Regions from separate parts of the Sus scrofa genome. Here all the other regions are linked to region 1. A link is a contact called in public HiChIP or PLAC-seq data. All regions are on one chromosome and are shown on one strand. The core of a region is the stretch at or near the end of the contact, and the rest is flanking DNA. Distances in the headings are between cores, read along the strand shown.

The links. HiChIP or PLAC-seq counts read pairs in DNA pulled down with a chosen protein or histone mark.
Region 2: a contact with region 1 is called in an H3K27ac HiChIP or PLAC-seq map of alveolar macrophages. The contact joins two enhancer-like sites. A contact is called at or near these places in 1 of 47 Hi-C or Micro-C datasets (embryonic fibroblasts) and 1 of 2 datasets of contacts at active chromatin or transcription factors (alveolar macrophages).
Region 3: a contact with region 1 is called in an H3K27ac HiChIP or PLAC-seq map of alveolar macrophages. The contact joins two enhancer-like sites. A contact is called at or near these places in 2 of 47 Hi-C or Micro-C datasets (embryonic fibroblasts and epiblast stem cells) and 2 of 2 datasets of contacts at active chromatin or transcription factors (alveolar macrophages and skeletal muscle).
Region 4: an H3K27ac HiChIP or PLAC-seq map of skeletal muscle shows a contact between it and region 1, with 3 times the contacts expected there. The contact joins two enhancer-like sites. A contact is called at or near these places in 2 of 2 datasets of contacts at active chromatin or transcription factors (alveolar macrophages and skeletal muscle).

What each region holds. Positions count from the first base shown.
Region 1 is chr6:153,333,660-153,336,822 of Sscrofa11.1, forward strand. All of the region lies in intron 3 of LOC102165506 (a long non-coding RNA gene), which reads left to right. Among named protein-coding and RNA genes, the nearest start is that of FGGY, 120 kb to the left of the region's middle. Within about 2 kb of position 1,747, at least 39 of the 83 cell types and tissues checked have an H3K27ac peak or open chromatin away from gene starts, as enhancers often do. A contact at or near this core is called in alveolar macrophages and skeletal muscle, where this site is marked.
Region 2 is chr6:153,017,624-153,020,576 of Sscrofa11.1, forward strand. The region is part of intron 6 of FGGY (FGGY carbohydrate kinase domain-containing protein); the gene reads right to left. Among named protein-coding and RNA genes, the nearest start is that of FGGY, 190 kb to the right of the region's middle. Within about 2 kb of position 1,543, at least 2 of the 83 cell types and tissues checked have an H3K27ac peak or open chromatin away from gene starts, as enhancers often do. A contact at or near this core is called in alveolar macrophages, where this site is marked.
Region 3 is chr6:153,726,211-153,729,212 of Sscrofa11.1, forward strand. No RefSeq gene overlaps it. Among named protein-coding and RNA genes, the nearest start is that of MYSM1, 27 kb to the right of the region's middle. Within about 2 kb of position 1,416, at least 1 of the 83 cell types and tissues checked has an H3K27ac peak or open chromatin away from gene starts, as enhancers often do. A contact at or near this core is called in alveolar macrophages, where this site is marked.
Region 4 is chr6:152,997,613-153,000,532 of Sscrofa11.1, forward strand. The region is part of intron 6 of FGGY (FGGY carbohydrate kinase domain-containing protein); the gene reads right to left. Among named protein-coding and RNA genes, the nearest start is that of FGGY, 210 kb to the right of the region's middle. Within about 2 kb of position 1,424, at least 23 of the 83 cell types and tissues checked have an H3K27ac peak or open chromatin away from gene starts, as enhancers often do. A contact at or near this core is called in skeletal muscle, where this site is marked.

The sequences.
Region 1 (3,163 bases), core at 497-2,996:
TGTGGTATAGGTCACAGACGTGACTTGGATCTGGCATTGCTGTGGGTGTGGCATAGGTGGGCAGCTGCAGCACCGATTCAACCCTTAACCTGGGAACCTCTTATATGCCGTGGGTGTGGCCCTAAAAAGAAAAAGAAAGAGAAAGAGAAAGAAAGAAAAGGAAGTATAATTTAGGGCAAAAGTCAAGCCCCTCTGAATGGCCTGCCCAGCCTTATAACATCTTCCTGCCTGCCTCTGACCTCTGCCCTCGTCTCCTACTCAGTTCTTCCCACACCCCACCTCCACCCTGGTTACACTGATCTCTTCCGGGAGGCCTCAGACACACCAGGCATGCTCCTGCCTCAGGACCTTTGCACTGGCAGTTCCCTTTACCTGAAAGTTCTGTCAGCTAGCTACCTAAATTCCTGATTCAAATGTCATCTTCCCAACAAGCTCTACTTTGACCATCTTGTTTATAACTGCACCCACTCAGCCTTCCCACTGTAGTGCAGTGGGTTAAGAATCCAACTGTATCAGCTCAGATTCAATCCCCAGCCTGGAAACTTCCATATGCCATGGGTGTGACCATAAAATCTAAAAATATAAAAATTAAAAAAATTTAAAATAAGAATACTGCACCCACTGGCACTCCCTTACCTTACTCACATTTTTCCTTAGTTATTACCTTCTAACGTACTCAATAATTTACTCTTTCCCATGTTTCTTGTTAATCTCCCTACTGAAAAGCATTCTCCCTAAGATATTAATCTCAAATTTGTTTCCTGCAATATCCCCAACACCCAGAAAGTGCCTGGCATAAACAGCTGCTCAATTAACTTTTTTTTTTTTTTTTTTGAATGATGAGTGTCAGTGGCACTACTTAGGGCACCACTGGTTGATGAATGAATAGGCGTCCTCCTTGTACACTCTTCTCTCCTGAAGAAAGGGCTTTTTTCTTCCTTTTCTGGAGCCAAACCTATTAACCTGGTTTTTAACTACTCAGGGTTCTGCCCTGTTCTGGATCCCACACAGAGGCCTCCCAGGAGACTAGAGTAAGCCACTAACGCTGGTGACAGCCTCTAGAGCTGGGAGTTGAGTTTCCCCTTGTCCTCTTGGCTTTGCCCAAATGCAGGTCCCCTCTCTTCCACCTGTTTGCTTAGCTGCCAAGGGTTCCAGGCTCATTGGGAAGGTGAACAGGTATTTTGTGGATTAAGGAGGAAAATGAGGGAGACAATTGTCCCATACAGGACGGTGGTTCTCAAGGGCTGGTCCCCAGACCAAATGCATCAACTTCACCGGGAAACTTATTAGAAATGCATAGTCTCAGGCCCCACCCGAAACTCACTGAATCAGAACAGGGGTGGCAGTGGATCAGGCAACAATGGATTTAACAATAATTAAATCACGGACTTAATTTAATCGTTCCATTAAATTAATGAGCAAAGCTGCCTGGTGATTCTGAGGCATTCAAGTGTGAGAACCCCTAGGCTGGGGGAGGGGAGGGACTTTGTTAGAGCCTTGATGGCAGGGAGGGACTTAAAAGGTCAGACCAGAGGACAGGTCCCCGGGGTCCCTGCGTCAGAGGCCGCGCGGGGTGGTCTGACCTGGGAAGTTAAAGGCCAGCGTTCCCAGGTCCTCCACCCCCACCCCAGGAAAGTCCCCTCCGCGAGGCCGTGACCTTCCTCCAGCCACATGTCCCACTTATGGCTGCCTGGGGCGGGCGAGCGGGCGGGTGAGCGGACGGGCGGAGGCGCTGCGCTCTGGGTGCGCACCCGCAGCCCATCTGCTGCGCCCTCGCTGGTGGGGCCGGGGCGCCCGGCTCCGCTAGCAAGGTCCGCCCACCCCCTGCCCAGGCCGCCGGTCGCCCTCTCTCTGCCTCTGGTTGTCCTGTCTGTCTTTGTTGGAGCTCTGTCGCTGATTTTCTCTCTTCATCTCTGCCTCTCCCCTGCCGGAATTTTTCTCCCTGCCCCCTTTTCCTTTTTCATTCACATCCAGGCTTTTTTTAGCAAAGAGTTACCGAGCGCCCACGATGTGCCTGCCTAGTCCTAGGCTCTGGGCTGTGAGCGGTGAAAACAAGTGAACCTGCCAGCAGGGGGGCTTCCTGGGTCTTTGATCCCTTTCTACCACTTCCATCCTCCTCTGCTCCCTCCCCACCCCCACCTCTCTCTGCCCTCCCTGCATTGGCGGTTCTTCCCTCTACCTCTCTTTGTTCTGTCTTTTCTTCTGGAAGGTCTCATGGTAGGATAAAACAGCCTACTTTTGTCTGACTGCTAGAGAGTTGCAGTTAATATGTCAATCTTACCTTGAAGAATGACCCTAGTTTCAACTGTTAGCAGCTATGGACACTTTGACCAAAATTAGTTTATTAACCTAATAAATAATAAACGCAGATGACTGGACCCTATGAAGTCACCTGGCTGAGAGAAACTAGTGTTTACCTACCTTGGCCTCTGTGCTAGACACTCATGTATTCAAGAAAATGTATGCATGCATCCCATGATTAATTGAGGACCTAGTGTGTGCTGGATGTCTTTCAAGGAGAACACTGTCCCAGAGGAGGTGTTCTTCACAGCGCTCTGAAGAAGTTAAAACAATGACGCAGAAGGACTGCCCAGTACCGCAGTTAACCCTTTCAGTCTCCCTTCTAGGGGAACAAGACTATACAACAATTCGATAGATATGAAAACTGAGGCCGGGAAACCATGCAGCTTGTCCAAGTACCTGCAACTGGTGAGTTGTATGGCCAAGATTTAACCCTCATTTTGACTCCCAAGCTGGTTGCCATTAACCTACAAGGCCAGCTTAGAGGCAAGGCTGCTGTAGAGAAAAGAGAGGTGAGGAAGGAGGAGTGGGATGGCTCTAGAGTGGAAACTTGAGGATTCAACGAAGCATTGGGTGATGCTGTGTGTTACTGATGAAGTTCCATGACCTCTCTGGGCCCTCCTCATAGGTTTAATGGAGAGCTCTGTTGCCTACAAAAGGCCTTCTTCAGGTGTAACCTATAGGTTGGCGTGTAGGCTCTGGCGCCAGACTGGCTGGGCTGGAAACCTGCTTCTACTACTGACTTGCTATGTAATATTGGACAAGGCACTTAAGCTCTCTGGGCTTCAATTTTCTCATCTGAAAGATTGCTGTAATGATGACTACCTCCCTGGGCAGATGACAGAGTGAATGGTTTCTGTTA
Region 2 (2,953 bases), core at 293-2,792, 320 kb before region 1:
ATAGCCTTTTCAGAAACCAACACTGACACAGGCTCAAGATCACATTTCTGTGAAGTTCACTTGTGAAAGGGCCTCAGTCAAAGTCAGGCTGGGGAGGAGCCTGGGGATGGCAGTGGGAATGGTGAGAAGACCATTTAGAGGTGGGAGGGCTTAATGAGGTGATAATGAGCCAAGGTGGTCCAAAGCTCCTTAAACCCTTCATGTATCAAGTGTCTCTGGATAATTATCAGCTCCAGGAGTTTCTGGAGCATTAGAGCAGCACCAGCCCAGGCAGGTTTTATCTCCCCCAGGCTTAACTGAGAGCCTCAGTAGCTACAGATCTAAGCTCTGAGGAACTGAGAAAAAAGTTCAACAGATCTTCTTGAAGGCTGGAGAGTGGAAAGCCACATCAATGTTTGGCGTGGAACTGCCTGAAAAACCTACACCAGGTACTGCGCTTGTGCTGAGGCCACTGCAGGTGGACATGTTCCTGCCCTCGTGGAATGTATAATGTAGTAGGAAAATAAAACCCATAATTACTAACAATCCATGAAAAATTCAAATGTAATGAGTGTTATAAGAGGAAGTGCAACAGATTTGTGGTTTGCATAGATATGACACACAAATTCAACTGTACACAGGATTCAGGAAGCAAATGAGAGATGCAGAGAGAAATTAAACAATATAAATAATGCAGGTGGTTTACTTCACCATGGCACTCAGGGAACCCAGCCCTGGAGTGGGATGTAAATAAACTCTTCCCTGGGTTGGCTTCAGCTCTGATTTTCTCAGTGTATCTTCTTTTGCTACACAGGACTCTAACCAGCCCACTGCATACAGTTCTGCAAGCACTGAACAACTTTCGGGGGTGCCATTCGTATCATGGTCTACTTACCTAATGCCCTTGAAGTGCATAAACTGCTTGGCTGAATGTGATCTAATTTCTTCATAAACCTAGGCCCTAAAATAGGTCAGTATACCAAAGAAAGAAAAATAAATAAATAAATATTGGAATAATTGCCTGTGCTGGTCGGTCAGTTTCCACTTTGGAGCTTGCTTCCTAAGGGATTCTGAAGGATACATCTGGCTGAAAAAACTCTCACAATATGTCCTGACTTTAGAATCAAGTCTTCCACTGGGATGGGTTCCACCACCCCTTGGGGAATGTAAGAGTGATCTGGTCTACTCAGGAGAGCCTCCCTGTAGGTCATTGAGTCTAGAAGGCTGAGTAGCAGAACTTATCGAGGAAGAGAAGCCAGGAAGCATGGCTGGTGGAGAGAAAAGTATTGGTATAGGTCCTAAAGCAGGCAAGCATGGACTCTGTTTAAGGAACTAAACCTGGGACAGAAAGAACAGGAAGGAGGGAGGAGCCTACTCGACTTATCATCAACCCAAATTTACCAAATCTGTAAGCCTCCTTCACTTACTGACTCCACCAACATTAACCCAGAACCTACCTTTAGTAAGCGCCTTGCTCCCCGAGCTCTCTGAACCCCAAAGGAAGCTCTTTCCCTTTGAGTCACACCATTCATGTCTTCCAGCTTATATGGCACTTAGTCATGGGCTGTCACTTCCGTTCCAGAAACATTCACGGGTTGTCTACTATGTGCCCAGCACAGAAAACTCTCCTGGGCATGGTGGTGTTCTGCATTTCCCTTATTCTCCAGCTTTTCTCAAAGGTTCGGGTCTCAATTCTTTGCCCAGTCTGTGCACTCCTTTTGGGCAAGGCTGTCACTAACATATCCACATACCTGGCAGAGTGCCAGGCTCAAAGTAGATGCCCAATACATTTGGGGAGGTGTTGTCATATGCCTCTTATTGGTGGAGAGCCTGAGGTGCAGGGGGTGTTAAGTGAAGTGACAGAGGACACATTATCAGCGACCAAGTCAGGTGGAGGGGATAAGTCTCTAAACGGGGAAAAGCTAGATCGGAGTCCACTGTTTGCTTGCTTTTGAAATGTTGTCAAGTCACTTTCCCACAGTGGTTGAGAGAAAGTTCTAGAACTAGATTGACTGGTTTCAACTCTTGCCTTGGTTGTGTGACCCAGGGCAAGTTATATAACCTTTCCATGCCTCTGTTGCATCATCTGTAAAACAAGAAGACTGTTGAGTGCATTACATGAGCTGTTACAAATAAAGCTCTCAGAAGAGTTCCCAGCATACAGAAGGTGCTCGATAATGTCACCTGATGTTAATATTCTTGCTGTTTTTCCAAACTTGATGAGTCACTATTTTCTATTAGTTATGATTAAATTCAGCTATAAACCCACAAAATAGTGACGTAAAAAAGAAACAACAGAAATAAATTTGTTTGGTAAAAGAAGCCCAAAGATAGAAAATCCAAGGCACTTATGGTAGCACCACAAAAACTCCTATTTCTGCCAACCCTGTGGAATGGCTCTTGTCTTCCTTGTCTAAAATGGGCACAAGAACTTCAGTCAGCATACCTGATTCAGGTAGACAGGAAGGATACCCTTTTAGACAGTCCCCTTATCCTGCTTTAAAGGAGACCTCTCGGGAATACAGAACACTTCTGCCAGCATCTCACTGACTTAAACTTAGACGAACATATATAGCTGCATGGGAAGCCAGGAAATATAGTCTTTAAAGAGCCCTATATCCAGCTAAAAGTCTGAATTTTGTTAAAGAAAGGAAAAAGATATAAAAATTAGGTGGGCATGGAGCCGTCTCTGTACCACTAGCTAGTGATGAAGCTATGAAGTCGACCTCAGTATTGTCCAGTTTTTTATTGAAGCTTTGGGGTTCATAAGAAATCAAAGGACATTTTTTCTGAGCACATTTTCTCAAGATCTATAAAGCTGCCTCGACTTTAATTATTTTGAAAGCATATCTCCCTTAAGGGAAATGTAACTCTAAGGGTCTGATTCACTCTAAATTATTGAAAAATTGATTTTTTAAAAAGGTGTTTGCTAGCCAAGACTTTTTGAACCATCTTAGTGAGCTTAAAAAAATAA
Region 3 (3,002 bases), core at 166-2,665, 390 kb after region 1:
CCAATTGTTTTAACTTTTAAGAATTTGAAATGGCCTCCTCTGGAAAGTAGGAATCCTGTTACCTCAAGAGGGAGGAAAGCAGAAATTCCCGCACAGCTTGGGTTGGGTTATATGATTTCTGAAGATTCTTTGAACCCTAAGAGTCTATGATCTTATGGTCCTTTGTTATTTGCAAACCTGAAAGTGTTCTGCTGCACGGGGATCCTCACCTTTCACAGCTCTTCGGTTACACCCATGCCTCAGGCAGGTCTGGCTTCTCACTTTCACCCAGTTTGCTTGCAAACCTGTGTTTGTGGAAGAATTCCCTTTGCACTGCTTACTGCAGGGAATTGTTGAGATTTCCTCAACTGAGTATGGAAAGCAGGAGAGGAGTGGAAAGAGGCACAAGCGGTAGATTAGGAGTGAGGTCTTGGGTTTCAATCCCAACTCCACTGCTTGTATATCGTGGGATCTTGGTTCAGTCAGTGGGCTTTGTGATTCTCACTTTATTCATATGTAAAAAGTAAATAATGATAATAATAATAATAATAACTACCTTACAAAGTTGATTTAAAAAATAAATAACACCTGGTTTTCATGCATTATTTCTTTTTTTGTCTTTTTTTTTTTTTTTAGGGCCACACCCAAGGCATGTGGAAGTTCCCAGGCTAGGGGTCTAATTGGAGCTGCAGACTCCGGCCTATACCCCAGCCACAGCAATGCCAGATCCCAACTGCATCTGCAACCTACAGCACAGCTCATGGCAATGCCCGATCCTTAACCCACTGAGTAAGGCCAGGGATCGAACCTGCACCCTCACAGATACCAGTCAGATTCATTTCCACTGAGCCACGACAGGAACTCCCACATGCATTATTTCATTTAGTCCTTCCAACAGTCCCATGATGTGTAGGTTCCATTCGTCTCATTTCACAGATGAGAAAACTGAGGTTTAGAGAGTGTCACGCATTTGCCTAAATGTTGAAGCTAAAATTAAAATCAACTGATCCAACTCTACAGGCTGAGTACTTTATAATGCCCACCCACCATAATGTCAGAATTACATGAAATAGGACCTATCATGATAGACTTAATACAGAGCCTGGAGCATGATAGGGACTCAGTAAATGCTGGTTTTCTACTCTTATTCTTGTGACTTAATCTTCTAAAAACTCCAGGTAACCAAAATTCATCTCTTCCTTCCTTCCTTCCTTCCTTCCTTCCTTCCTTCCTTCCTTCCTTCCTTCCTTCCTTCCTTTCTTTCTTTCTTTCTGCCACACTTGTGACATATGGAAGTTCCTAGGCTAGGGGTAGAATTGGGGCTGTAGCTGCCAGCCTACCATGCAGCTCACAGCAACACCGGATCCTTAACCCACTGAGCAAGGCCAGGGATCCCACTCATGTCCTCTTGGACATTAGTCAGGTTTGTTTACACTGAACCGAAATGGGAACTCCCAGAATTCATCTTTCAGTGCCATGCCCCTGCACTGCCTTCATCCTCAGGCTGGTTACGGGATGGTGGCAACAGTCCAAGAGTCTGATCAAGATGCCACACAGAAGCTCTTCTTGTTCTTTCTCAGGAGCCAGAAAACTCCCTAGAAGCCTCCTCTCATATCTTACTTAATAGAGTTGGGTCCACAGTCTTGTTCCTAAACCAATCACTGGCAAAATTGGACAACCCTTGGGCCAAACAGGCCTACACCTGGAGCTGGTCAGCTTCCAAACTCAGCCTTCTGCTTGGAAAGAAAAAGGAGGAAATGGATGCTGGTAGGCTGTCCACTGTCTCCCCTACACCCCTGTTGTCCTGATAAGAAAGTCAAGGCTCAGAGTTCCCTTTGGGACTCAGCAGTTAATGAACCCAACTAGGAACCAAGAGGAAGTGGGTTCAATTCCTGCCCTCGCGCTCAATGAGTTAAGGATCCGGCGTTGCCCTGAGCTGTGGTCTGAGTCGCAGACTCAGCTCAGATTTGGCATTGCTGTGACTGTGGTGTAGGCCAGAGGCTGTAGCTCCGATTCGACCCCTAGCCTGGAAACTTCCATATGCCCCAGGTGCAGCCCCCCAAAAAAGTTAAGGCTCAGAAGGGTTTAATTAATCTGTCCAGGATCCAAGGGCAAGGGTAAGGTGGTAGGAAGGGAAGTTCATACACAGGGTGGATCTCAGGTAAGGAGGAGGCCAAGGGCTGTGGCATTGATCACTGGATCCCACCCCTAGAAATTCTGTTCACTTGGTTTGGGATGCAGTCTGGGCCTCAAGATTTATAAAAGCACCTCAGGATATTTTAATGTGCAGCCAACGTGAGAACTGCCCGTTTAGGAAAAGAGCTATTGAAATGTGGAGGGGCTGCAGCCAAAGGCAGAGAGTCTGGACTGGGTACCAAAGATCCTGTCTGTCCTGTTTCTCCTCAGTAACGCCAGCATCCACCAAGGATGCCCCATGTTCCAGGCGTAGCTGAGCCCTCAGCATTGACATCTTGTAGGCAGTCACAACTGAGTGGATCCCAGATGCTCTACGCAGAGAATGAATACCTCTCATACAACCTCCACCAAGTCATAGTGCTTCCATGTTACCGATGAGGAAGCAAGAGCCCAGGAATTTTCAGTCTCTCCGCCTCTGTACTGTCAAGTCCTGCCCATCAGTGGAAGAAATTGGGAGCTGGAGAAAGAAAAGGGAGGCTGTTCTCTCTCTTTCTGCCTTCTAGAGCATCTTCTTCCAGCTTATTCTGTCTGGATCTTCCCTGTGGCCCCTCCCACCAGCTGGGGGACATCAGCCTCCTGAGAAAGAGGAGGAAAGACCTGAAGCTTCCTGACTAAAGCATGGGCAGGAGTGGGGACCAATCTTCATTTCTGAGAAATCCTATAGCCCTTTGAGTTGGGAGGCCTGGAATTTAGCCTCGTCTCAGAGCCTCACTTGTATGGCGACCTTGAGCACAGCACTTCTGATTAGGCTGTTTTTTGCATCTGTAACATGAAGACAGTGAACCAAAATCTTCAGGTTACAAACTCAAGTACTTTGGAGTCTAGAT
Region 4 (2,920 bases), core at 174-2,673, 340 kb before region 1:
CTGAAGGTGGAATGTGCGTGGTGGTCTCAGAGCACTGGCGAGGGCAGGAAATCAAGAGGAAGGTGACATCCGAGCTTGGTCTGGAAAGACAGGTGGCCGATTGCTGGTTTCAGTGCTTGGGGAAACGGATGCCATTAGAGTGAAAGTGGGTTCACTGCAGGGAGTCCCGATGAGCACAGAGGGTGTGAGGCATTCGGTATGTTGGCAAAAAAGGGCACCAGGTAGGCAAGGGGACCTGTGGCCACCTGGACAAGAGCAGGGGACCTCAGGCAGGGCCAACTAAGGCAGTGTGGCCCCAATGACCAACAGCTCTGAGCTCCCTGATTTATCATTTAAGAAGATAAACCTGCAGTGTAGAGAAAGGCGAGAACAGGAAATCATTTTCATCTTTAAAACAATCAAGCCAACTAAAAAAGCAGGCTGCCAAACAGTAGCAGAGAAGACTTCTTTTAAAAAACAACCACAGAGATGTAGATGGATTTATTTGTAAAAATCCCTTCCTAAGGAAGCAATACAGAGAAGAGGTTTTCCCTGGAGAGAGAAAATACGTGTTTTTCATTTTTTTTTTAATTAACCTATACCTTCTAATTGCTCTACTTTGAACGTAGTTTTTCTGTAATATTTCCAAAGGTATTTGCCCCCTTAACTCTATGCAGGGTGAACAAATTAGAGCACATGTATTCAGCAGAAAACACTTCACAGCCGTTAACATGAACGAGGAAGAATTAAAAGTATGGATGTGGAAGGGAGTCCAGGATAAGTTAAGGGAAAGTGGCAAGCTGCAGAATAGCAATTGGAGTAAGATCCCATTTGTGACTTGTATTAAACGGTACCGAAATTAAGCACATACACTCCCAGAAAAATCCTAGAAAAAATATGCAGAATATTGTTACAGTGGAGACTCGGGTCCAGGGAAGGGCTGTCATTTGGGCTTCTTCTGTACCCTGGCCTTGTATGTCTTTCATGATCGAGACAAGCTAGTTAAAATAAACGCACAGTTCCACTAGGGAGAACACTGCACACCTTTTTTAAACCCTGTTCCTCAGCCTGAAGGCAGGAGAGAGGCCCGAGGCCCGTTCACGTATTTCCTTGCTCTGGCTGTGGCCTCTGTTCCTGTGAACACAAGCTCACCTTGGGGTGTAAAAAAGCAACCGCTCTGAGGGCTGCTGGGCTCATGGCCACTGATTCCCATTCCGATGGGCAGAGTCGGTGTGAGGGTCACACGCTGGGGCCTACAATTAGCCGGTGGTTGCCGTCTCTCTTCATAGGCGGGGGCTACTATTACACCAAATCCTCCCCTACCAGTTTTTCAATTATCTATGACTAATGAGCACTTTGGGAACAGTTTCAGACACACACATAATCCTCTTGCCTGACGTCAGCAGCAGAAATTAATGACTGTGTGGATTGCTGGGAGACAGAAAATGCATTATAATGGTCAACAGAACTGTTATCCTCTCCAGGAAGGGGGAGGTGGGGGCAGGGTGTTGTATTAACTGGAAGGTTCAGTGTTCCTTTGTATTCCTACAAACAGGAGATGAAACCCAGCGGGGAGAGCTGGCTCAGAGCCCATGGAAATGTCAGCGAGAGGTTTGGGCGTGGGTGGTATGCGACCCTGGTCCCTCTGTGCTTGGCACCGGACCCCCAGTCCCCGCTCATTTTTGCCAAGGTCAACAGGTCAGCTGGATCGGCCGGGACAGTGCTAAGTGACATCCTGCCCTGCCTGCAGAGTCCTTTCGGACTGAATGGACTTTCAATTTGGTGTAGGGAAGGGAGAACAAAAACAAGAACGGGCAACTCTCAAACAATAGGCTGGAGGTAATTTCAAATGACTGTGGTACTTTGCATGAGTTTGCTGTTTTACACAGGCATACTATGTCCTGGCGTAGCTTCAAAGATTGTTAAGACCTGGTCCAATTCTTGTAGAGCCCCAACGTTATGTGAACCATGAGCCCTCAATGGAAAAAATAAATAAATAAATAAAACAAACCAAAAAACAAATAAACAAAAAACCCACAAAAAATAGTGCCATTGTGTGTGCATGATGGCCAGCAGACTGCCTCCTGATTTATTATTAATATTTTTTTTAATTATTTTTGCTTTTTAGGGTAGCACCCACAATATATGGATGCTCCCAGGCTAGGGGTAGAATTGGAGCTACAGCTGCCAGCCTACACCACAGCTCACAGCAACACCAGATCCTTAACCCACTGAGCAAAGACAGGGATCGAACCCACTTTGTCAAGGATACTAGTCGGGTTTGTTACCACTGAGCCACAGCAGGAACTCCGACTGGCTACTGATTTAAAAGAACTGTCAGAGTCAGGGGCTTGACCTGTACCTAGCACCTAAATCCCTCTATAGAGATCTCACCTGGGCAGGTTGGCTTAGGGAGTTTTCTAGACCTGGAACCACGACTGACACAAGACTAAATGAAAAACATTCCAGCAATTCTTACTCCTGAATGGAAGGTACCCAAGGCCCAGAACAATTCACTCAGTCCAAGAAAGTAATGAAAAACTCCAACCTGACATGTTCAGCCACCTGTTGAAAGACATCTGCTGAAACATTAAGCATTCATTTCCCTCTTAAAACCAGAATCATTTTCACTAGGAATTCAATTCCATTTTATTAAATTCTATTTTAAATTATTGATTAAATATTTTTACTAACTTTGTAAAAAATTTTATTGCAATATAGCTGATTAAATAATTTTCTGATGATATCCTCATCAATTGTAATTCATTAAGGAAATGTTCACTAAGTACCTACTATGTACCAAGCACTGCTGTCCTGCTGAAAATGCATTAAAGAACAAGATAGATAAGAGTCCCTGCCCTTATAGGCTTATTCTCAGTAGACACTATTCCCAACCAGTGCCTTTTCTGAATTACATCTTGTAACTATTACAGTCTTATAA